7 separate regions of the Mus musculus genome follow, and all the other regions are linked to region 4. Evidence: chromatin contacts called from public promoter capture Hi-C data. All regions are on one chromosome and are shown on one strand. Each heading gives the region's core, a stretch centred on a gene start, on an enhancer-like site or on the middle of the called end of the contact. The rest is flanking DNA. Distances are from core to core; before and after follow the strand shown.

Region 1 (3,123 bases), core at 240-2,739, 620 kb before region 4:
AGCCCCGGGGAGTATCCCTGTCCCCAAATCCTGGCAGGGTCTTCCTGTGGATCTTATAGACATGTACAAAGCAGGGTCTGCCTACGAATCACTGGAGGGTGGGCCAGCTCACCGGTGAGGGAACCCACAGGTTGGGGCACAAGATCCAATGTCCCCTAAATAGACATGGAGTCCTGGAGAAGGACAACAACTGAACAAGGAACTGACCCAAGGCCCATGGGAGTTCTGAGGAAGGGCGGTGGGTGACAGAGAAGAAACCACATGTGTTCCAGATGAGAGAGACTGGTGCTGGACTGGATTCCCTAGAGGGGCCTCGGCTCTTTACTAGATGATCTGCAGGTATGAGGTGGAGGAGAGGACACAGACATAGGAGACTTGGGCCGCAGAGGACTGGTCTGGGGGCTGGAAATGGGGAGGGAGGTTGTGAGTACCCATTCTGAAAGCCACAGTTACAGGGAGAACTTTCTAGAAAGCAACATGACCCTCTTACAGGATGTGGAGAAGCCAGAGAAGTGGAAGCCCAAAAACACCCAAGGGAGTTTCTGATCCCGAGGTTACTGGGCAGGAGGGGAGATGAGGCAACAAAAGGTGGCTCAAGGGCTCAAATGGGGGGGCGGGCAGTGGAGAAAGTCCTCTCCAGGGCTGAGTCTAGGAGCGAAAGGCAGGCTTGTGGCTCAGAACCTTTGACTCCAGAAAAGGAGGTATCTAAAAAAGGTCTGTGCCGACTGAGAATATGGCCAAATTAGTGGATTGTCAAATGAGTGGTGTTGCTTGAGGGCTTATTGGACAGGAGTCCCTGAGGCCCACAGGGCATGTAACCTGGAAAGGGTTTAAGAGGCACTCTTAGCGGATCACCTTGTCTGAAATCTGCAGAGCGGCCCATGTATCCTGACCTCTCCCACCCATGGTGCATGTGTGGCAGCTGCAACCTTCCAGCCAGGAGCCAGATGTGGTTAAGTAAGGGACTTAGTCCTTCTAGAAAATCAAGACTGCAAACCTGAACGCAATGATGAGACCCCAGGACAGTGGACATTGAAAGAGAAAGGGGCGCGCTGAGTCACTTATTGTTCCCTTGGAGAACTCAGACCCATCAGGATTCGCACCTGCCAGGTCAGGATTCACCCGTGGAGGCTCTCTGAAGTCCAGGGTGCGCAAGGTTGGATCCTCAGGGTTACGGTACACCTGGTGAGGGTTCTCGGAAGGGACCCGTAGGGTCGGATCCAGGTCAGGGCCTGCTCCTGTGTGCCAGAGGGGAGGGAAAGGGAGAACGCGGGATGCAGACCTGCCAGGCAAGCTCAGCCCAGGAGATATACTCGGGGTTACACCGAGAGGGTCTGAGAGCTCGCTGCAGGTCCGCTGCACTAAGGCGCGGGCGCGGACCCTCATCTCTCCCCCTCCCCCGCGGGCCGCTCCCGCCCCCACCCCTCCCCCTTCGCCGCCGCCCAGCGTCGCCGCTGGAAAGTTTGCGAGCGGCTGGCGCGGAGCTGGCGCCGACCCCGATCACAGCGCGGCCGAGGCGAGCAGTCGCCGGCGCCCAGATCCGAGTACGCTCGAGGACCGCGAGGAGCGCAGCCCTAGCCCCGGCGACTGAGCACAGTGAGCACTAGGGTCGGGCCCCGAGGGGATGGTCTCAGGCTGTCTGTGGGGTGCTGGAGCACGAGCGTGACCTGGGCGCACAGAAGAGGGGAGCGGGGAGCTGGCCCTCGGGCCTGGACGTAAGCCAGCTGTCCCTGGGGTTTTGGGAGTCGCGGTTCTCGTCCCGGTCTAACACCTTATTCAAAACGGGAAATGTGTCCTACTGTCACGGTTAGGGCCACCTGATTCCCAACCGTCTCCTGCAGGTTAGGGGTCTCAACTTCTCCTTTCTATTTTCTGGGAGCGCAATCCAGGAAGGTGGGAGAGGGTGGGTGCAGACGTGGATCCTGCTGCCCCATTGAACGCCCAACACACTCCAGCTTCCAGCTTCTCACACTCCAAAGGCTCGCTCATCCCCTTCAGATGGATTCGCTTCCCCTTCCTATGTGTCCCTGATCTCCAGAACTTCCTAGCAGTGTCTCAGTCTTGCGGGTTAGATGTGTAGGCACCGTGCACTGAGGGTTTTTTTTCCCCTGCAAGCTCAGGTCATTGCTCCCCAGAGACCACCTTCCCACTTCAGACCCGCGAAGTTTTCTGTCGCAAACCGACTGATCCCTTACCTCTTAGCTCTCGCATCCTTCGAGGTTAGACCAGGCATATTTTGCTGTTCTTCTGTCTTGGAGACATAGAAGGGGGAATCTGAGCTCACCCGAGCCCGTGGGTATCTCCGCCCCTTTTCAGGGGAGGACTGGAGAACTAGGCTTTGTCACAGCCTGTGGCCCCTGATCCTGTCCCTGCCATAGGACTATGACCTGGTCTAGTTTCTCTGTTTTGACAAAAACACCCTTCCAGTTGATATCTCTGGGGATTCCTAAGATCAAAAACGTTGCTACTTTGGCTTCTAAGGAACCAAGAGGATCCCCCCCCCACCTTCCCTCGATGCCTCCCTTTGGCCACTGGGCCATCCATCTAACACCCTCCGCCACCTGCAGAGAAAATCGGTAACCACACTGCAAACACCCACGTGTCCTTTGTCCTGTTGGAGCTTGCTGGAAGCGGTGGTGGCATGGGACAATGCCAGTCCGAGTGGCTGGTGTGGTGGTGGCATGGGACAATGCCAGTCCGAGTGGCTGGTGTGCCAGATATGTGCTCTGAAGAAGGGGGATTGATTGATCTAAAGGCAAGACAGGCAAGCATCTTAGGGATTCAGACTTGCATCTTCCGTATTTCACCTACAGTTGGGTCTCACTGAGAGTCAGATTTCAGCAGCCTAGTTCAAGACGGGAAGAGGGTAGGGTCCCTGGTCTACTGTCCCTTATGTCCATCTGTTCCCTGACAGGGAGGGTAATAAGGTGGAAAAAGGACCAGAACTGCAGCTCAGGTCACAGGTGCGAGAGCGCGTCGTGCACACCTGGCTGCCTGTCACCCTGAGTATTTATCAGAGCTGATAGGCTCTGTCTGAGTGTCAGTATTTGCCCACCGTGGGGACAGGAGGCACACTGCGAAGGTACAGAGATTGCAGTCCTATCCTACTGACGACATAGCCTC
Region 2 (2,921 bases), core at 23-2,522, 540 kb before region 4:
AGTCCTATTCATGTTCTGGCTCCTGCACATACCACAAGTCTCTTACATGTTACCCTCCTGTGTCCAGTATTCGAGTCACTGTTTGCTAAGTACAGGTGGGGACGGTTCCTAGGCCATACCCACTGGTGTAGCGTGGGCAGGGCAGTTACTTGCCCCTAGGGTCCAGAGTTGCTTGCCCAGGCTTTTCTGAAGGTTGGAGCCTGAGCGCAACACTTCTCCTCAGAAAGGGCAAGCCCAGCATCAGAGTCTTCCACCGTGAGCACCACACCAAAACAACTCCAACCTTGTTGCATTGGCAAGATGAGTTATTTTCTCCAAGTTCGAGGCCAATATAGGTTATAGAGTGAGACCCTGTTGGTGAGCCTAGACAGGACCAAAGAATAAGCAAGGCCCCTGTGGTGGCTGATGTTATGTTAACTTGATGTGAACTAGAGTCCTCTGAGAGGCGTGATCCTCAGTTGGGAAAATGCCTCCGTAAGATCAGGCTGAGGGCAGGCCTGTAGGACATTTTCTTTCTTCCTCTTTATAATGTCTTTACATTTTATGTGTGTGGATGTTTTGCCTGCAAGCGTTTCTGTGCATACATGCATTCTCCCAGTGCCTATAGAGGCCAGAAGAAGGCATCTGACCCCTGGAACTAGAGTTCCAGACAGATGTGAACTGCCCTGTGAGCCACCTGCGCATGGTACTGGGAATCCAACCTGTGTCCTCTGGAACAGCAGTTAGTGCTTTTAACTGTTGAGCCATCTCTCCAGCTTGGAAAAATCAATTAGCGAATGATGAGGGAGGGCCCAGCAGATTTTGAGTGGTGCTATCCCTGGGCTGGTGATCCTGGTTCGGTAAAAAAGCAGGCTGAGGAAGCCCTGAGAGTAAGCAGCACCCCTCCATGGCCCCTGCATCAGCTTCCACCTCGGTCCCATTGGAGTTCCTGCCTTGGCTTTCTACAGCGGACTGTGACTCAGGATATGTAAACCAAATAAACCCTTTCCTCCCCAAGTCACTTTTGATCATGGTGTTTCATCACAGTAATAGTGCCCTAAGACAGTTCCACATTCCACCCTTGGAAGTTGATACATCTGGTCAGTAAAAGGACAGTTCCACTTGAGGGAGGAACGGGCCCTCTGCCCCATCTCGCAGGGTGTGAGATCCCACTGATTTACCACTTGCAGTCTGTGCGCCACTCCTTTCTGTCGCCCGCTCCTCCTCATCCCCCTCCCTGCCTCTGTCCCCCGCCCCCATTGTAAATATAAAGCCTGGTTCACAGACTTCAGTCGCTACATTCTGCCTGCCCCTGTCACAGCTCCATGGCCCGGTGTAGGACGCTGGTGGCCGCTGCCCTGGCGCTGCTCCTGCCGCCAGCCCTCGCGTGGTACAAGCCCGCGGCGGGACCCCACCACTACTCGGTGGGCCGCGCCTCGGGGCTACTGTCGAGTTTCCACAGGTTCCCGTCCACGCGACGCTCCGAGTCTCCAGCACTCCGGGTGGGAACCGGACCTCTGCGCAATTTAGAGATGCGCCCCAGCGTAAGGAGCCTTGTGAGTGCAAGCAGGCGATGGGTGGCGGGAGCTGGTGGGACAGGGGCGGGCCCTCAGCCTCCACCGCCTACCCAGGCCCTGTGTGTCAAAGATGTGACCCCGAACCTGCAGAGCTGCCAGCGGCAACTCAACAGCCGAGGGACTTTCCAGTGTAAAGCGGACGTCTTCTTGTCGCTGCACGAGACTGATTGCCAGAGCACCTGAGCCCTGAACCCCAACCCTGCGGCCGGTGACTCTCCCCAACCCCCATATGCCCAGTCTTGCTTGAAGTAGCACAGACCCTGTGTGGGTTTGGCCCCTAGCTCCCACCATGCTCCATAGCAAATGGCTAAATTAATAAAGAAGCAAAACTGTCTCTGCTAAGGGTTGCTGGAGGAGATGGCGCAGAGACCCTGACAAGTGGGTGCCTGGCTGAGCGGGTCCCTGGGGTGATGATTGCTCCACTTCCCTTCTGTGCCCTGGCTGGCTCTTTTCCTCTTCCACAAAGCCAGAAAGGGGATAGAGCCTCCACCCTGACTCCAGAGTCTGAACAGGTGGTCCCCCTACTTAAGCAGTAGGCACTGGGCATAGATAGTTCTTGCATGCCATTTAAAACCACCCCCAGAGCATCCTCAGACCCTGCTCCTGCTGCTCAGTCTTTCAGAGCCACAATGTCAGCTCAAGGTTCTTTTAGAAAGCCCTGCTCGGAGTCCTGCCTCACCCCTGGCGAAGCCCCTCCCAAAGGCCCTGAAGGACATAGCTACTGTGTGCGCGACAGATCACTGGGGTGTGCAGACTCTGTGCAAGGGCGGGACTTCACGGGAGCCCTTAGATCCACCCACTGCGCTGGTAGAAGCTTGGCCTGGCCCCACCCTTTCAGAGGGATAACAGGGCTCAGTGGCCTGCCTGGCCCCCCCCCCCGCCCCCCCCAATGTTCTGGGCCACAGAGCCAAGTGGGCAGCAGACTTGAGTTCTGCCCCAGTTGTTTCTTTTGCCCTGCTTTCCCTCAGCCCAAGGCAGACACAGGTGTGGGTGAGGCAGGTACCACCAAGTACCTGAGCTTCCTTCTGAGCACCTCTCATTCTCCTCTCTGTGGTGCCTCATCAGCCACACCCGGCATGGGACAGAGCTGCACCAGAATCCCTGTTTGGGAGCTGGGCCTCGCCATTCCTGTCAGCTGCTTCATCACCGAGCCAGTCTCCCCACAATCAACCACCAAGAGCAGTTCTGGGGTCCTCATCAGGGTCCCCAGATATGCACAAGCTACCCAGCTCCCTGGCCCGGCTCGCCCTCCCTTTCCTAAGAGCTCTTGCTGTGGGCGGATGTGGACCGGTTCCAGTTTCTTCCCGGGGTCGGGAGCCTACAGAGTGCTTCCCACAAGGCTTTATTCAGTTGAGCCACCAAAGT
Region 3 (2,976 bases), core at 72-2,571, 700 kb before region 4:
ACAGGGTTTCTCTGTGTAGCCCTGTCTCTGTGGCTGTCCTGGAACCCACTCTGTAGACCAGGCTGGCCTTGAACTTAGAAATCTGCCTGCCTCTGCCTCCCAAGTGCTGGGACTAAAGGCGTGCCCCACCACTGCCTGGCTTCTTAATTATTACCTTGTGTGACCTCCTTGTTTGCTACTTCACTTGATTACTTTGTCTTTGATCTAAGAGCTGACCATGTTTTTTGGATGCACCTAGGATGCTATACAAGCAGGCTGGAGCGACATGAAGCTGTTCCAGCCTCAGCACAGGCTGGAGTCAGGGTATCATTTTCTCTAACTGTTTTTTTTTCTTTTCAATCCTCACTCCCTCACTTGAGACCCTGCTGACTGAATGAGCTGGCTTGGTCAGGGGAAGAAAAAAAATGGGGTGTTGCTGCTGCTGCTGCTGCTGCTGCTGCTGCTGCTGGAAGACACTGGAGGGCTCCAGGCAACAGTGAGTGCAGTGGAGATGGGGTTATGACAAAGGCCGGGATGCACAAGTGCTAGGCCATTCGATTGTCTGGCATATAAAGTTATAAGTCAGAAAAAATGGTAGATAAAGCTAAAAGTGGAGGCTGAGCCTGAGATGTCTATCAAAAGTTAAAACTCAGGGGAACTGGGGTCCAAACAGGAGGGGCATTTTCCATGTACAGCAGAACCTTGCCCTAAACATGTCTACAGAAGGGCTTCCTGATGTCTCAAGGTCCTGTGGGCCTATAATGACACTAACACATCTACATCACACATACATACACACACACACACACATACACACACACACACCAGTCAGAAGCAGGGAGACAGAGTTAGGTGGTAGGGCCCAGTGTTGACAGCCTAGGGACATGCTTTCTGTCTCCACAGCGAGTTGCTCAAGTCCTTTAGACTGGACAGTGATCACAGCAAAATCCTGCTTCCAACAAGCTTGGAGGGAAGGGACATCTGGAACGTGAATACTGAGTTGTTCTTGCTCTCCATAAACTATAAGGATAATTGGCTTTTGTACTGCCTGTGGGGCTCCTGGGGCTGCTATTGTGAACCAGTTTGCACAGAACTGATCTTTTAGGGGTGCTGATAGGAGACCAGCTGAGCCTACAGGCCAAGACCAAAATGGGACTCAATAGTGATGGCCATGGGTCCAGCATCAGGGCCACCTTAACAAAATCATGACTGTGCAGACATTAGGGATATCTCTGGAGCCAAGGCCAAGAATTACAGGCTAGAAAGACCAGATGTGACTATAGAAGCAGGCCCCTGCTGTAAGCCCTAAAATGTGACTCCTCACATGATACCACTGTGATCGCACTGGAGGAGGAGCTTGCAGCTCTCCAGCTCTGGCTTATACAGTTCACAGAGAAGCCAAGGGACACCGGGACACCGTTATTTTAGGACTGTAACCTGTTCAGAGAGACCCTGGCCACTGCTCTCCGTGGTTTTCTCCAATTGTGTGGATGATGAAGGAAGAAGAATGCAGCCCCTTGCTGTCTCAGGTGAGCCGACACTTAATGGCCTAGCTCAGGTTGAAGATGTTTCTTGGATCTAAGGTCCTCTGGGAAGCCCCTGGACCAGGTTGCAGTCTACCTGACTCCTGGCCCCACCCCCCAGTCTAGCTGTGTGCTTGACCCATGGGTACACTTGGGTGCTAGCCTTTAAGGTGCCCCCTATAGGCCTGAAAGAAGTATTGATTCAGGATCAGGTAAGGGCAAATGTCCTTTGAGGCTGATTGTGGACTCTGTGGCCTCAGGCAGTCTTAATGCTGCCAGCTGGCTCTGGCAGGTTGTCCTTTTACTCTGACAGACTCCGGCTGACAAATAACCTTCACATATTCTGCTCCAAATTTAGGGTGAAAGAGCAATCCACACACCTGGACAAGCTTCTTCCTGTGGGACGGGGATGAAATGAGACCCTTGCCTAGATACCTGGCTGTAGTCATGCCTAAGTCACACTGTCATTCGAAAAACAAGGTTACCCCATCTCCCTTTAGAGGGTCTCTCTCAGGTCTGCCTCCTTGCCTCCTCTAAATTCCTGCCTATTGGCTGCCTCTCTCCCTGCCCAGGAAGCCAGGCAGGCAGTACCTAGGCAATCTCTCCCTGCATCCTCTACACTAGGTTCAGCATAGTGTCCACACTTGACCTAGGATCAGTCGGTGGGCCCGAGATGATACAAAGAAAACAAGGTTCGTTTCACGCAGAAGGGTAGAAGGGTAGTCACGGGATCAGCTTCTCTATCCCAGGCAGCCTGCACTTATGGCTTGGGTGGGAAAGTCCCTCTTGTGACTGCACAAAGTCACTGCTGGTGGGGCACTATAGACTGATTCCACCACAGAGACCATTCCAAGACTAGGGAAGCAGACCCACCTGCCATGATTCTGCTGTGTTGGAGGAATAGAAATCCTGACCCTGGGCAAGACCACGCTGGTCCATCTTTCACAAGGGTATAGAAGAAAGGGAGTGGGTCCATCTTGTAACTGCTGCTCTGCCCAGTGTTTACCAGGGACCTTTCAGGGAGCTGTCATTATACTGTCCTAATGGAGATTGGCCTCACACATCGACCCTGGAAAGCAGTGAACTAGGACCCTCACTGCCCTTTTAGATTACAAGTCCCCAGGCCCCAAGTTACTGATTCTTCAAATCTTTACTTCCTTCCATAAACTTCCTCTAAGCCCACCCCAGTCTCTTAGCCCCTCTCTGGTGAGGCCTCACCCCTGCTCGATGTCACAGAGTCTGTGTGACTGAGGTCTCACCAATGCATCCTCTAAGTTTCCTCTCCTTCTGCAGGACACTGCTGGCCGAGAGCACCCACTCACCAGGAACAGTCCACCTACCGCAAATATTCCATGTCCAGCACCCTGGGAGAATCAGAAGGGGTCCTGGGGCTGCAGGTGCTGTCCTGGAGCAAAGCGCCAGGCCTCAGGGGAAGGCCAGGCCTCCTCCCTCCCCCTTTCCACAGGGAGCAACT
Region 4 (2,796 bases), core at 70-2,569:
GGGTGGAGGGTAATGTGGGATAAAGGATAGAAGACTACACAGGGCCAGTGAAGACTTCCGGGTAACTGCCAAGATCGCAACTCCACATAGCAGCTTTACTTATAAAAATCCCAGAGAGCAATGAGATACTCTTTATAAGGTGAGTGGTTAAAGGGATATATTCTTTTAATGGAGTATTACTGAACTCTGAAGTGAAACTTGCTTCCTGCTGTCCCAGAGCACCCAGGAAACCAAGCTTCATGATCCTAAGGAAGGAAACCATGGTAGTTTCTGGATGCTTGAGGCCAGACGTGACCTTCTGGACAGGGCAAAATGGTTGCAGAAGTCGAGTCCAGGGTCTGGGGAGAGCAGGGCCCTGAGGGCAGCCCCGAGGGCCTGTAGAAAGAGTGAAACTGGCCCTGTGATGACAGAGGAACGTTGCTACACCAGTATATCCAACCTGGTGGGATGTGCAGAGTGGACTGCGATGCTGCTCACTGATTTTAACAAATATATCTGTATGCTCCAAGGCTGAATTGGAGGGTGGAATACCTTCTATTTTCTGCTTGGTTTTTCTCTGAGTCCCAAACTCCTTTAAGGATAAACTCTTCAAAGAATTATTTTGGGTTTTGTTTTTTGTTGTTGTTTGTTTTTGTAAGATTTGCCTCTGCCTCCCAATTGCTGGGATTAAAGGCATGTGCCACTGCCTGGCTAAGATTTATTTATTTATTTTAAGAGTACTCTGTTGCTCTCTTCAGAGACACCAGAATAGGGCATCGGATCCCATTACAGATGGTTGTGAGCTATCAGGTGATTGCTGCGAATGAACTCGACCTTTGGAAGTGCAGTCAGTGCTCTTAACCCCTGAACCATCTCTCCAGCCCCTACAAAGAATTTCTTTAAAGAGTCTGTTTAAGAACAAAAAGACCCATAGACAGGCAACTGTGCTTAGGCTGCAGTTGAGAACTGAGCGAGCAGTTTCCCAAGTGTTAAAGAACTTTTTACTAAAGAGACAGGGAAGAAGGAATCGACTTTTCCAAACAAGATGTGCCGCGGGCCCAACTCTGAGCCCGGGCCTTCGAGTCCCTCGAAGGCACAGGGATGGGGACATCGGGCACCGCTAGAGCACACAGGAAGCACACAGGGCACTCAGGTGGCGCAAGGGAGCAGCGCATGCGCGCTGTAGGGGGCGCCAGGCCGCATGTGCGCCTTCAGAGCCAGAGTGACTCAGGGCCAGAGTGACTCAGCACCTTCGCTTCCTGCTGCTTTGGGACCTCATGGGAGATATGTAAATGAGCTGGAGCATCGCGGGACTTGGCCCTTTATAAGGCCGCGTTCGTCCTCCCTGGTGTTCAGTGCTTAGCGAGGAGAGCCTGGCTCTGGAGTCCATTAGCTGGCACCTGGGCGCTCAGTCAGGGAGGTAAGGATGGAAAGGGACTGGGCCGGGGGCTGAGCCGGGCTGGGTGCGGTGGGCCTGGGTCGGGTGGGAGCACGGTGGGCAGAGAGGAGATCCTCCTGGCGTAGGCTTCCCGGCCTCTTTGGTTGGTAGCCGGGCGCAAGTGTGAGGTCGGGGCCTTGAGCCCTGAGGACACCTCTGATGTCACCCCAGCCTGTCCAGAGTGAACAGGGAACCCCGGGGGCCAGAGCCCCAACACCCTCTCCTCAGGGGAGCCCTGCAGCGGGCCCAGCAGGGTGAGCCAAACCTCATTTTCTCTGTCTTTCTAGCTCCCCATATATTGGAGCAAGTGTGAAGCTGAAGAAGTTTCTGGAAGCTCAAGCCTGTCTACTTCTTCAGAGAGGTATTCATTGAATTCTCACCCAGTTCTGGTACCACTGCCCCGTGTCCTGGAGCCCCAAAGCCCCTAGACCTACTGTGCCCTGTTTTCTCCCGTTTCTCTCATTCTCGCCTTTCCCACTTATTTCTAGCCTCTGTGGTTCTGTTGACCTGACCTCCTCAGTCCATCGAGCAAGTCTGAATCTGTGTGTCCGCTTAGCTGCAGACAGACTTCTTGACCATGTGTCCCCCAGTCAGCGTTCGCCATGGGGCCAGGGGCATGTCCTGCCTCTATGAGGCATGGCTGTACCATCTTGTCCATGGGGAACAGACGAAGATCTGCTTTGCTTGCTTCAAGGCAGCTTTCCTATTGAATAAACTCTACCTGGAGATGGGAGACTGGCAAGAGGAGGAAGAGGAAGAGGAAGAGGAAGATGCTGATCTCCTGGAATACTTGTCAGAGTCAGAGTCAGAGTCTGAGCAGGAGCCAGGGCCTGAGCAGGATGCATGGCGGGGATTGGGGTCCCTTTATGTGCCACAGAGTGTCTCTGAAGGGTCTGGGGTCCTGCTGCCAACCCCTGTGTGGACACAGGGCATACTATTCTCCATTTTTGTGCCCACTGAGCTCTTTCCTCAGGAAGCTGTACCCCTGGATCTGGGTCCTGAGGATGCTGAGTGGACCCAGGCCCTTCCCTGGAGACTTGATGGGCTTTTTCCCTGCTCGCACCAGCTCATCCCTCCTCTGACTTGGTGGGATATTTTTGATGTGATGCCATCTCCTGGGCAACCTGTGTTGTTGGAGTTGAGATGCCACTGGCCCTTGGACCAGACAGTAGCACAATCCTGGTTGCAAGACCAGAAGTTTGTCCTCCTGTTGGATAGCGTCCAATCTAGGTGCCACCTGCTGTCAATGCGTGTCCGCTGGGTCGTAAGGACTCAGGTCCAGCACTGGCAGGTGTTGCTGGACCCTGGTGAGATGTGGGTGGCCCATTTTCGGAAAGAAGTTGGGCAGCACGGCCTGTACCATCAGAGCCTGAATCCCT
Region 5 (2,733 bases), core at 44-2,543, 560 kb before region 4:
ATCTGCGCAAGCTGCTCAGCAGTGGGTTCCTGTTCTGCCATGCTTACCTCTAGCTTGGGACACCTGTGGGCGGGGCATGAGCAGGACTGTGACAGCCTGGAGGCATTCCACCCTAGGCAGACCCTGACACCTGCAGGACACCTGACTGGAACTTTGAGAGGATGCTGCCACTGCCCTACGCAGAGGCCCATTTGAGAGGACTAGAACCCCAAGCAACGAAATGGGACCACAGCCTGTTCCTCAGAGAAGCAAAACACCTTTCCTCCCCACTAAGAATAAGCCTCCAGACCGAACTGAACTGGCAGACGCAACACTAAATCCCTGGGGTCCTGTTGCTGTCCCTAGCTGCCCAGGCTCTCATCTTACTGGGTTGGGTCATGGAGGTAAGTTCTCCGACAGGGAGATGCTCTGTATGTTAGCCACGTGCAGGACAAGGGTCTGTTTGTTCGTCCCTTCCAATGGAATACTGTCCTAAGCTCAACTATGTGATGACCGCTTAAATCCCAAGAGCCCAAAGGGGATCCTAAATACGCAGGTCTGTCCTCTCTAGTGAGGGTCTGCGTATGCAACTTGGGAGCTAGTGCACCGCTTGCAAATAAATCTCAGGAGCCTGTTTCTGGGCCCTGACCCTAAACCTTTAGTGGCGGTGAGGAACCAACCAGGACGGAAGCGCCTAGATGCCTTTCAGTTCCGCAGATTCCCAAACGTCTCTCGGAAACCCACTGTGATGCCTACAGGCAATGCGCAGCGGTCCCGGGAAGAGCCCGGCCGTTGTCCCTCTGAGAGGTGTCCGCCAAGGAAACACATAAAGCGGCGGTCCGAAACCCGGAGGCTACAGACAACCCCACCCGACGCCAAGCGTGGCCGCCGGCGACAGCATCAGGGCGCGGCCCGCACTTCCGTAGAGCCCGCAATCCGAGCGGGGCGGGGCCGCGCGGCGGGAGCCCCGGGCCAGGCCCCGCGCCGGACCCCGCCCGCGAGGCCGAGGAAGGGGGTCCCCTGGTAGCAGGCGCGCAGGCCCGGGGGGCCGCGGCCCCTCCGGCAGGACCTGCGCTGCCGCCCTGGCCCGCCCCGCCCGCCCGCCCGGGTGACCGCGCCCCGCCCGCGAGCGCCGCAGTCGCCCGCGACGCCGCACAAAGCCAACCCACTCCCCTCCCGCACTGCACCGCGCTGCGCCACGCGCCCACTCACCGGAGGCTCGACCGCCGCTCTCGCGCTCCCTCCCGCACCAAATGACGAACGTCGTCCGCCGCCCGCCGCTCGGACGGTCACTTCCGGGGTCACAAGACTTCCGCTCTCGCGGGCGGGGTCGCCTTGCGCATGCGCCGCCAGGGGGCGCGGGTCGGCGCCGTCGCCATTTTGCTGCGGGCCTCGTGGGCGCGTCCCGCGTGGGCCGGCGCCCTCGCGCCTTCTGCCGAATGCCGGGTGCGAGGGTTTGTGGGACACGAGAGCCGGCTCTTCCAGAGCAGCGTCGCGCGGCCATTCTGTGGCTCCCAGGGTTCCCTGATTGCCGTGCCTGGCCCTTGTCCCATTGTCCTCAGAGTCAACAGAACCACAGTCCTCACCGACCGCAGTGCCCTGTAGCTGTGCTGCCTGGCGCATTGCTCTGGGGACTGCGTGCCCCCCGAGCCCCCGTATGTTAGAAGTTGTATGGTTTTGCTGTGAGGAGCGGTTTTCCTTGGAACGGGCTGCCTGCCTATCTTGAACCTCATCCCTGAGACGCGCCCGCCTCTGCCTCCAGGATGCTGAGATTGAAGGCGTGCACCATCACCGCCAGGCGTGTTTCACGACGCTGAGGATGGAGCCTCCTTAGTGGAGGGCCTGGCTGGGGGGGTTCCCGGTCGTGTGCTTGTGCCAGCCACTCCAGTTCCTCCTGAGGAGTCTCAGTTCCTGCTACTCCGTGAGGGCACTCCATGTTGGCTTCTTCTGAGTGTAGCCTCAGACTGAGGGGAGGCAGGAATTTAAGGGGCACTACGGGGACTTCTATAGCTTAATCCCACAAAAGCCATCGCTTCTGGCCTGCTCTGTTGGCCACACCTGCCCCTGTGGTATCCAGGAAACAGCTGTTGGCTCCGGAGAGTCATCAAACTTAAAAGATGAGGAATCCAATGGCCTCCACTCTCCATCTTCAGTTGTGGCCCAGTTATTTTACACAAGCACGCATACCCTCTGGCTATACATCAATCTGAAGCAAACCAAGTGTTCTTTCAAGCTCATTTATTTTTATCTCTAAGGAAGATGGATTTGCAATATCATTACCCTACATCCAGGTAGCTGCTCTTCTATGCAGAACTATTCTAAAACAAAAAGCCACGTGACTATCCCCACTCTTACTGTATGATGAATTTGGCTGGCCTTCCACCTACACACAGGTGTGCCCAACGAAGTGTGTCAAGCTGGCTTTTCAGGAGGCTCATGGTCCTCCAACTGGATGAGCCTGGTTTATTGAGCTCTGTGCCACCCACAATTCCCTGGTTTGACGCTCAAAGTACAAATCTTCCAAAGCTGCGTTTTTATGTTTATGCATATCAATATTTTGAAGTAGTCTCTGAACCACTTGTGTGCAGTACCCATAAAGGTCAGAAGAGGGCATTGCATCCTCTGGAACTGGAGTTAGAACAGTAGTGGGTTCTGTACTGTACTGGGAATCAAACCCAAGATCTCTCTCAAAGAGGAGCCAGTGCTCTATGAACTGCTGAGCCATCTTTTTAGCCTGCCCATGCCCAAAGATTT
Region 6 (3,077 bases), core at 385-2,884, 660 kb before region 4:
TACTTCCCACAGAATCTCATGACCGCCCTTCCCGGGCAGGATGCGTCTCTGCCAGCCCAGCAGCCCTACATCCCAGGGCAGCAGCCCCTGTACCAGCAGGTGAGCCGTCTCCCAGCGGCCTGCCCTTGGACTTCTGAGCTTCCTTTGATCCCTTGCACTGGGTGCATCAGGGGCTTTGCTCAGCAGACAGAATCATGACATGCCATTAAGTGCACGTATGTACACATGCGTCCATATTGCACAGGAGACAAGTTTACAAGAGATCACACGTGCCATTGCCATATTGGTAACAACCTGATCTACTATGTGCTAAGGTGAAGCTTGTTCTAAGCCGAAGGTTTTGTTTGTGAAGGGGGGTGATGAGCCTATCTGCTCTTTCTCTCCAGATGGCCCCCAGCACCGGCCCTCCCCAGCAGCAACCCCCTGTGGCCCAGCCAGCGCCTACACAGGGACCGCCAGCACAGGGCAGTGAGGCCCAGCTCATCTCCTTTGACTGACCTTGAGTCTGGCGCTCACCATGCAGAGTAACACTACAGTTCACCAGAAACCACTTATATGTCTAACTAGCCATTCCTCCCCTATTACTGCCCTGTAGTGTCCCTTCTGTGAGCAAGGGGTGGGCCTTCCCCCTTGGCCCTCTTCCCTGTCCTCGGTGGTCTGGCTCCTATCACTGGTTCCCTGCTTCAGTCCTGATGCCGTCTGACCTCCCCGGGACTGGGGCTCTGCAGGGCAAGTAGAACCTTCTCTGGAGAGTGCCCGGCTGTGTTGGGTGCCACAGGTGAATGCTGTGGGGATGCTTAGCCTGGCCCGGAGTCTGATGTGAACTAACTGTGTGGTGTCCAGGCCTGGCCCTGGTACCCAGAAGAACCATGTGGCTCCTGCACAGCAAGGGTAGAAGCTTTAGGTATCTCTGTCTCCCCTTCTCCTTGGATGTCATCTCTCAGTGCAGAGCAGTGAAAATAAAATGTATTTCAAAACTCTCATGATTGATTGTTCGGGCAGCAGGCTGGGTTGGACCAACAATTTAATAGTCTGCATCTGTTGTGGAGTGTGCTGGGTACTGGCTGAGAAACCGTGGACTTGCCAACAGTCTCCTTCCTGGTGGGGATTCTGCAGACTCATCTGGTGCAGGATACATCACCAGGCGGGTGAGGAAGGGTGCAAACGCGGGCTTTTGCAGCCCAACTGCCCTCAGGATTACCCACTGCTTAAGGTTTTAGCTCTCAATAGCTCACCCTGAAATATACGGTTCAACCTGACTTCTGTGAGGTCTCAAGTTTTGCTCTTTCCCTCCCCGCTAAGCGCCCGCCTTAGTGTGCACTCAAAGGAGGCGGTTCCGCCTAGTGAGCTCTTGGGAGGACTCCAGGCCCTTCCTTCTCCTAGGTTTAGAGTACTGGGCTCCTGAGGTTGCTAACCTCTTGGACCACTGAGTTGAATTCAAGGGGCTATGAGTTCCGTAGGTAAAGGGGTGGGGGCGCCTACTTATTCCCCTGGCGAGACAAAGGCGTGCGGAACACGACTGATGGAGAAAGCGCCAACCCAGTATTGTCTCCGCGCCTGCGCGTCGCACCGCCTAGTGCGTAATACCAGGAGCCAACCCGGGCTAGAGCGGCCCGGACAGCTCGCCTCCTCCCGGATAGAGCGTCGCTTCCGCTTAGAGCCGCGTGTGACCTTCCCGCTTGCGGAGCTATGCTGCCGGTGGCGGCTAGCCGCTGCCTGTGGGGGCCACGGCTTGGACTCCGGGGGGCAGCGCTTCGCCTTGCCAGGTAAAGCGGTGGTCTAGAGCGCCATTGCCGGGGCGGCGGGCAGGAAGTAGGTTCAGAGGGAAGGGGTGACGGGCGCATCGCCACCTTCCGCGGCCCAGCCTGCGGGGCGTGGAGAGGGCGGCTCGGCCTGGGCGACCTTGGGTGCAGGTACCTTTCGTCCCCAGCTTCCCGCCGCTGAGACCCATCGCCGTGGTCGGCAGCATAGCCCGAGCCCCGTGCTTTGGAAGGCTTGGTGCAGCACTGTGCACCCGCCAGGCTGATGTATTCCATTCAACCAGAAGCCTGCCGTTCTGGGCAGTATTGCAGACATAGTCGTGGGCTCCTGAGGCTCTATGGGAAATGTAGGAAAGCTTTTTCGGGTCCCTTAACCCCAGCTTGTGGAGCCTGGCCTCAGCGGTGGCAGACTGAGCACATGGATCTTGTACCCTTGAGTCTCCCGTTTTTTCTGATCTAACGGCTGTTTGCCTGGGGTAGGCAACAGATGCCCAGCGTCTGTGCAGCGCGGCAGTTGAGAAGCAGCAGCCACCGAAGGAGTGAAGCACTCGCCGGCGCACCTCTGGATAATGCTCCCAAAGAATACCCCCCCAAGATCCAGCAGCTGGTCCAAGACATTGCCAGCCTTACGCTCCTGGAGATCTCAGACCTCAACGAACTCCTGAAGGTATTAGGAGAGATCGGCACAGGCCAGGACTAAAGTCCCTGCCTTCTAGTTGTATTTTTACCAAACAAAGGTCAGAGGTCCCTGTCTCTTCTGGGGTGTTTTGGGAGTTTGGTAAATTATCAAATGTACTTTCCTAGGTGGTAGGGCCAAATAGGCTTGTACCTCCATTTGTACCTCCATTTAGGGTTTGATAAGCAGCCACTGAGACCTCTCCTTCATCCTACAGAAAACATTGAAGATCCAGGATGTCGGCCTTATGCCAATGGGTGGCATGGTGCCTGGTCCCGTCTCTGCTGCAGCACCGGCCTCTGAGGTGAGCCTAGGCCACAGGAAGACCCAGTTCTGTGTGCCCAGTTAACTGCCCGACTCAATAACTTAGGTATTTCCCTGTTCCTCCTTGAGTCTGTAGCTGTAATCCCTGTGTTCTGCTGTGGGCTCCCTGCAATAGCTTTGGGAAATTTTCTGCCGAAGGCATTCGAGATCTTTACTAGTGCGTGCATGTGTGTGGGTGTGCATGAGCAGGGGGTGGTCAAAGGTCAGCTTTTGGGGGTTCTCCCCTTCCGCATGGGTTCTGGGGATCAGGACCTCGATTCTGTAAGCTAGCTTTCCTTCTGCCCTCTGAGCTACACTGGTGGGAAAAATGATCTGAA
Region 7 (3,041 bases), core at 154-2,653, 600 kb before region 4:
CTCCCAGCCCCGACACACTCCAGGGCCTTCAAGGCTGCAGAAACTGGCTAGGGTGCTGGGTGCTCATTATCTCTGAGTTTGCCTCAGCTCCTGTCTGCATCCTACATCAGGTTCCTAAACTCTCTGAAATGCTGCTTCCCAGTGACACCCGTGTGGGTCTGCTCACAGCCCCTCTACTGGGAGAGATCCGGAATGGGTTTATTCTCTATAGAACTCTCCACTTCTATAGGACCCAGGGCTTTGGAAGGCAGGGTAGGGGGACAGATCCAGGACCACATCAACTCTTCTAAATACATCCAATATGCCAGGCACATGATGCTAAATGGTCACACTTTGCTACCCACCACAGTGACAATGCGAGTGGTCCCTCACTACAATCAATGGTGCAATGGCTGGTCACTCTGTTCTTCTGAAACGTCTACTATCCAAATGTTGTTGTTTCCTTCTTTCCTCTTCCCACCCCTTTTAGAAAAAAGGTCTCATGTAGCCCTGGCTAGTCTTACATTTCTGATCCTTCTGATTCCACCACACAAAGAGTTGGCATGACAGGTGTGTGCCACCACTCCCTGCTTCAAATTGTGAGGCTTATAGCGACTGACCAGCCAAGCAGGAGCCACAGTGCTGTGACAGCTCGGGCCTGCTTCCAGATGACAGTGGCAGGTCATCAGACCTAGAACGTGTATCCTATTCTTTCCCGGGACTAGCAAACTATTAGATATTCCCTAAATGGACCCAAACCCAGACTCCTTCTCCTGAAGGACCTGGCTCTCGTTGCACTCCTGTCACATCGCTGTCTAAACGTCCTGGACACTCCCCAGAAATCCACCAGCTGATCTCAACTCACTGGGGGCCTTTGCTTGAGCCTGCCCTGTGTTTGAAACATGGCGTCCAGAGGGAAGACCATTTTATCTCGGACGACCACCCCAGGATCTGGGCTGCTTTTGTCAACAGGGTACGATACTTCCGGCCACCAGCATGTCCAGCTTGCCCACAGACAGGCCCCGGGCTTGCGCAGAGCCACTGCATCAGGACAACTGGGATGTGGGCAGGGCAGGTAGCCGGCAAGGACACCGGCGCGGTTTGGGGAGGCTGGCCTGCGCAGCTCAAAAGCAGGGAGCGCCCTCAGAGGCTGCCCCGGGACCGCGGGCGTCGGTTCCCGGGGAGGTGGGGGGGCGGCCGCCACGTCCGCACTCCGTGGAGACACCGGCCTTGTCTCTCCCCGCTCAGGCCAGGCGACCCAGCGACACCAGGGCGGGGCGGGGCGGGGCGGCCAAGGTCCCACGGAGCCTGCAGCGCCCCGCCCCGCCGTGCCTCCGCGCCGCGCCTTCCTCACCTCGCCCTCCTCGCCGCCGCCGCTGCCGCCGCCGCCGCCGCTTCCAGTGGGCCGGCCGGAAGTGACGCGGCGCGCAGGCGCAAACGGCGCGGGCCACGTGATCGCTGGCGAACGGAGTGCGGCGAGGTCGGAGGCGCGCGAGGTCGTCCCGGAAACACGGGTGGGTGTCGGGGGAAGGGAGGGGTTGCCGGGCATCTCTGAACAAGAACATCGGCGCACCGGCCCCGGACACGCATTTCCCCGGCCCTGCGCTGCCAGCGAGCCCCCGCGTACCTGGCGATGGTTTTGTACTGGACTGCGCTAATCAAGTCATCATCACAGCTTGGGAATTATGTTTATTGAAAAAGTAAAAAGTATCACCATTAAAAAACAAACAAACCTGGAGAAAAAGCCAGGCCAGAGAAATGGGTATAGGGGCAAGAGGGTCGTTCCCCACAAGTCCTAACCAGCCTGGCTGCCTCACTGCACATCCAGTGGGCACTCTAGTCCTTGGGGCAAGGTGCTTGCCACTTCTCCAAGGAGGCGCAAGCCCCAAAGGGCTCTCCTGGCTCAGTCCATGCTGGTTCCTTTGAAGAGTTCCACCAAGTCTTTGAAGTCCGGGTCAATAAGGTCGGAGGGCAGATCGCCATCATCATTGGCTGCATCTCTGTCTGCCCCCAAAGAGATGAGATACCTGAGGTGTGAAGGGCAGGTGGTTAAAGCCTACTCAGCCCACTCCGGGGCCAAAAGGCTAGAATATTGGGGTCACCTGTTTGTTTTTTCCAGGCAGAGTGAGGAGGAAGAAACCTGACCCCTTGGAAGCTGTGGCCAGATTTTCCGGCTTGCTCTAATGTTGCAATCGGGTAGAAACTGCCAGAATCCCTGAGTTGATGCCTACATCCTCAGAGCCATATTTTGGGGGGGTCCACCTGGAGAGATTAGGATGAAACCTCTGAACCACATTCCATAGTCTCACCTGGCTATGTCAGGGTACCCATCACTGCAAGCGATGTGCAGTGGTGTCCAGCCTGTCTCATCCCGCTGGTGAATGTCAGCCCCGTATTTGACTAGCAACTTCACACACTCTAGGTTTCCAGAGAGCACAGCTTCATGCAGAGCAGCCAGTCCTGGGCAGGGTGGGAACACAGGGTCAAAGCTGTAACCCTCAGAAGAGGATCTCCCCTGCCTCCTTATGGACAGAAGGCCAGACTCTCAGTTATCTACTCACCTGAGGGATGGATAGTGTCTAGGGAGACTTTCCGAGCCCGGATAAAGCGTCCCACCTGCTCCAGGTCGCCTTGTCGAATGTGGTCCAAGAAGAGAACATCGTTAGGGAAGCGCACGCTCCGATCGGCCAACATCCGCCGCCTCCGCTGTCGGGGGCTGTAGCGAGCATAGCGGACCGTTCGGCTGGGCATCCTGGGATTGAGGTGGGCTATCTCTGTGGGTATGAGTGAGAAAGTGTCCCTACCAGACCAGATCTGTGTAAGCTCTCCTGCTCGACAGAACCTCGATTCCAGCTTATAAAGGGCTTGCGAGGCTATATAAAGCCACGCAGTCATGCTTGCAGACGCGAGGGGCTGAAACTGAGCTGCTCCGCGCTCCCTGAGCACAGGATCATGTTTAGTGGCTCATCTTTCAGCACACCTGTCACTATGTCCGGCCAAAGGGGTCAGATCCTTCCTGGCTACTACTCCCTCTCCGCAGCTGGACCTAGAAGGTGCCTTAT

Evidence for each region. Promoter capture Hi-C pulls out the DNA fragments that hold promoters and counts their contacts.
Region 1: a contact with region 4 is called in a promoter capture Hi-C map of stem cell-derived epiblast-like cells, with 3 times the contacts expected there. The contact joins the promoter of Gcgr here to the promoter of Tex19.1 in region 4. A contact is called at or near these places in 1 of 39 promoter capture datasets (stem cell-derived epiblast-like cells), 1 of 484 Hi-C or Micro-C datasets (regulatory T cells), 1 of 115 datasets of contacts at active chromatin or transcription factors (pancreatic cancer cells) and 1 of 9 other capture datasets (embryonic stem cells).
Region 2: a promoter capture Hi-C map of stem cell-derived epiblast-like cells shows a contact between it and region 4, with 2.8 times the contacts expected there. The contact joins the promoter of Npb here to the promoter of Tex19.1 in region 4. A contact is called at or near these places in 3 of 39 promoter capture datasets (embryonic stem cells, liver and stem cell-derived epiblast-like cells).
Region 3: a contact with region 4 is called in a promoter capture Hi-C map of stem cell-derived epiblast-like cells, with 3 times the contacts expected there. The contact joins the promoter of Tspan10 here to the promoter of Tex19.1 in region 4. A contact is called at or near these places in 2 of 39 promoter capture datasets (pre-B cells and stem cell-derived epiblast-like cells).
Region 5: a promoter capture Hi-C map of stem cell-derived epiblast-like cells shows a contact between it and region 4, with 2.4 times the contacts expected there. The contact joins the promoter of Arhgdia here to the promoter of Tex19.1 in region 4. A contact is called at or near these places in 2 of 39 promoter capture datasets (embryonic stem cells and stem cell-derived epiblast-like cells).
Region 6: a contact with region 4 is called in a promoter capture Hi-C map of embryonic stem cells, with 4 times the contacts expected there. The contact joins the promoter of Mrpl12 here to the promoter of Tex19.1 in region 4. A contact is called at or near these places in 2 of 39 promoter capture datasets (embryonic stem cells and stem cell-derived epiblast-like cells).
Region 7: a contact with region 4 is called in a promoter capture Hi-C map of stem cell-derived epiblast-like cells, with 2.7 times the contacts expected there. The contact joins the promoter of Mcrip1 here to the promoter of Tex19.1 in region 4. A contact is called at or near these places in 2 of 39 promoter capture datasets (embryonic stem cells and stem cell-derived epiblast-like cells), 1 of 115 datasets of contacts at active chromatin or transcription factors (pancreatic cancer cells) and 1 of 9 other capture datasets (embryonic stem cells).

Annotation. Positions count from the first base shown.
Region 1 is chr11:120,529,238-120,532,360 of GRCm38.p6, forward strand. Gcgr (glucagon receptor) reads left to right here and starts at 1,490. Exons shown (of 14, transcript NM_008101.2): 1 at 1,490-1,596.
Region 2 is chr11:120,607,205-120,610,125 of GRCm38.p6, forward strand. It overlaps Npb (neuropeptide B), which reads left to right and starts at 1,273. Exons shown (of 2, transcript NM_153288.3): 1 at 1,273-1,535; 2 at 1,611-1,896. The coding sequence starts at 1,305. The coding sequence ends at 1,739. Anapc11 (anaphase promoting complex subunit 11) reads left to right here. Exons shown (of 3, transcript NM_001038230.2): 3 at 1-994. It overlaps Pcyt2 (phosphate cytidylyltransferase 2, ethanolamine), which reads right to left. Exons shown (of 14, transcript NM_024229.3): 14 at 2,858-2,921.
Region 3 is chr11:120,441,310-120,444,285 of GRCm38.p6, forward strand. Tspan10 (tetraspanin 10) reads left to right here and starts at 1,322. Exons shown (of 3, transcript NM_145363.2): 1 at 1,322-1,508; 2 at 2,796-2,976. The coding sequence starts at 1,470.
Region 4 is chr11:121,144,824-121,147,619 of GRCm38.p6, forward strand. It overlaps Tex19.1 (testis expressed gene 19.1), which reads left to right and starts at 1,320. Exons shown (of 3, transcript NM_028602.3): 1 at 1,320-1,399; 2 at 1,705-1,778; 3 at 1,906-2,796. The coding sequence starts at 1,995.
Region 5 is chr11:120,580,331-120,583,063 of GRCm38.p6, forward strand. It overlaps Arhgdia (Rho GDP dissociation inhibitor (GDI) alpha), which reads right to left and starts at 1,294. Exons shown (of 6, transcript NM_133796.8): 1 at 1,192-1,294; 2 at 1-63. The coding sequence starts at 41.
Region 6 is chr11:120,483,003-120,486,079 of GRCm38.p6, forward strand. Mrpl12 (mitochondrial ribosomal protein L12) reads left to right here and starts at 1,635. Exons shown (of 5, transcript NM_027204.3): 1 at 1,635-1,766; 2 at 2,241-2,427; 3 at 2,654-2,740. The coding sequence starts at 1,690. Hgs (HGF-regulated tyrosine kinase substrate) reads left to right here. Exons shown (of 22, transcript NM_008244.3): 21 at 13-99; 22 at 387-982. The coding sequence ends at 497.
Region 7 is chr11:120,548,324-120,551,364 of GRCm38.p6, forward strand. It overlaps Mcrip1 (MAPK regulated corepressor interacting protein 1), which reads right to left and starts at 1,404. Exons shown (of 5, transcript NM_001033231.4): 1 at 1,334-1,404. Ppp1r27 (protein phosphatase 1, regulatory subunit 27) reads right to left here and starts at 2,809. Exons shown (of 3, transcript NM_026814.3): 1 at 2,541-2,809; 2 at 2,289-2,439; 3 at 1,652-2,006. The coding sequence starts at 2,730. The coding sequence ends at 1,883.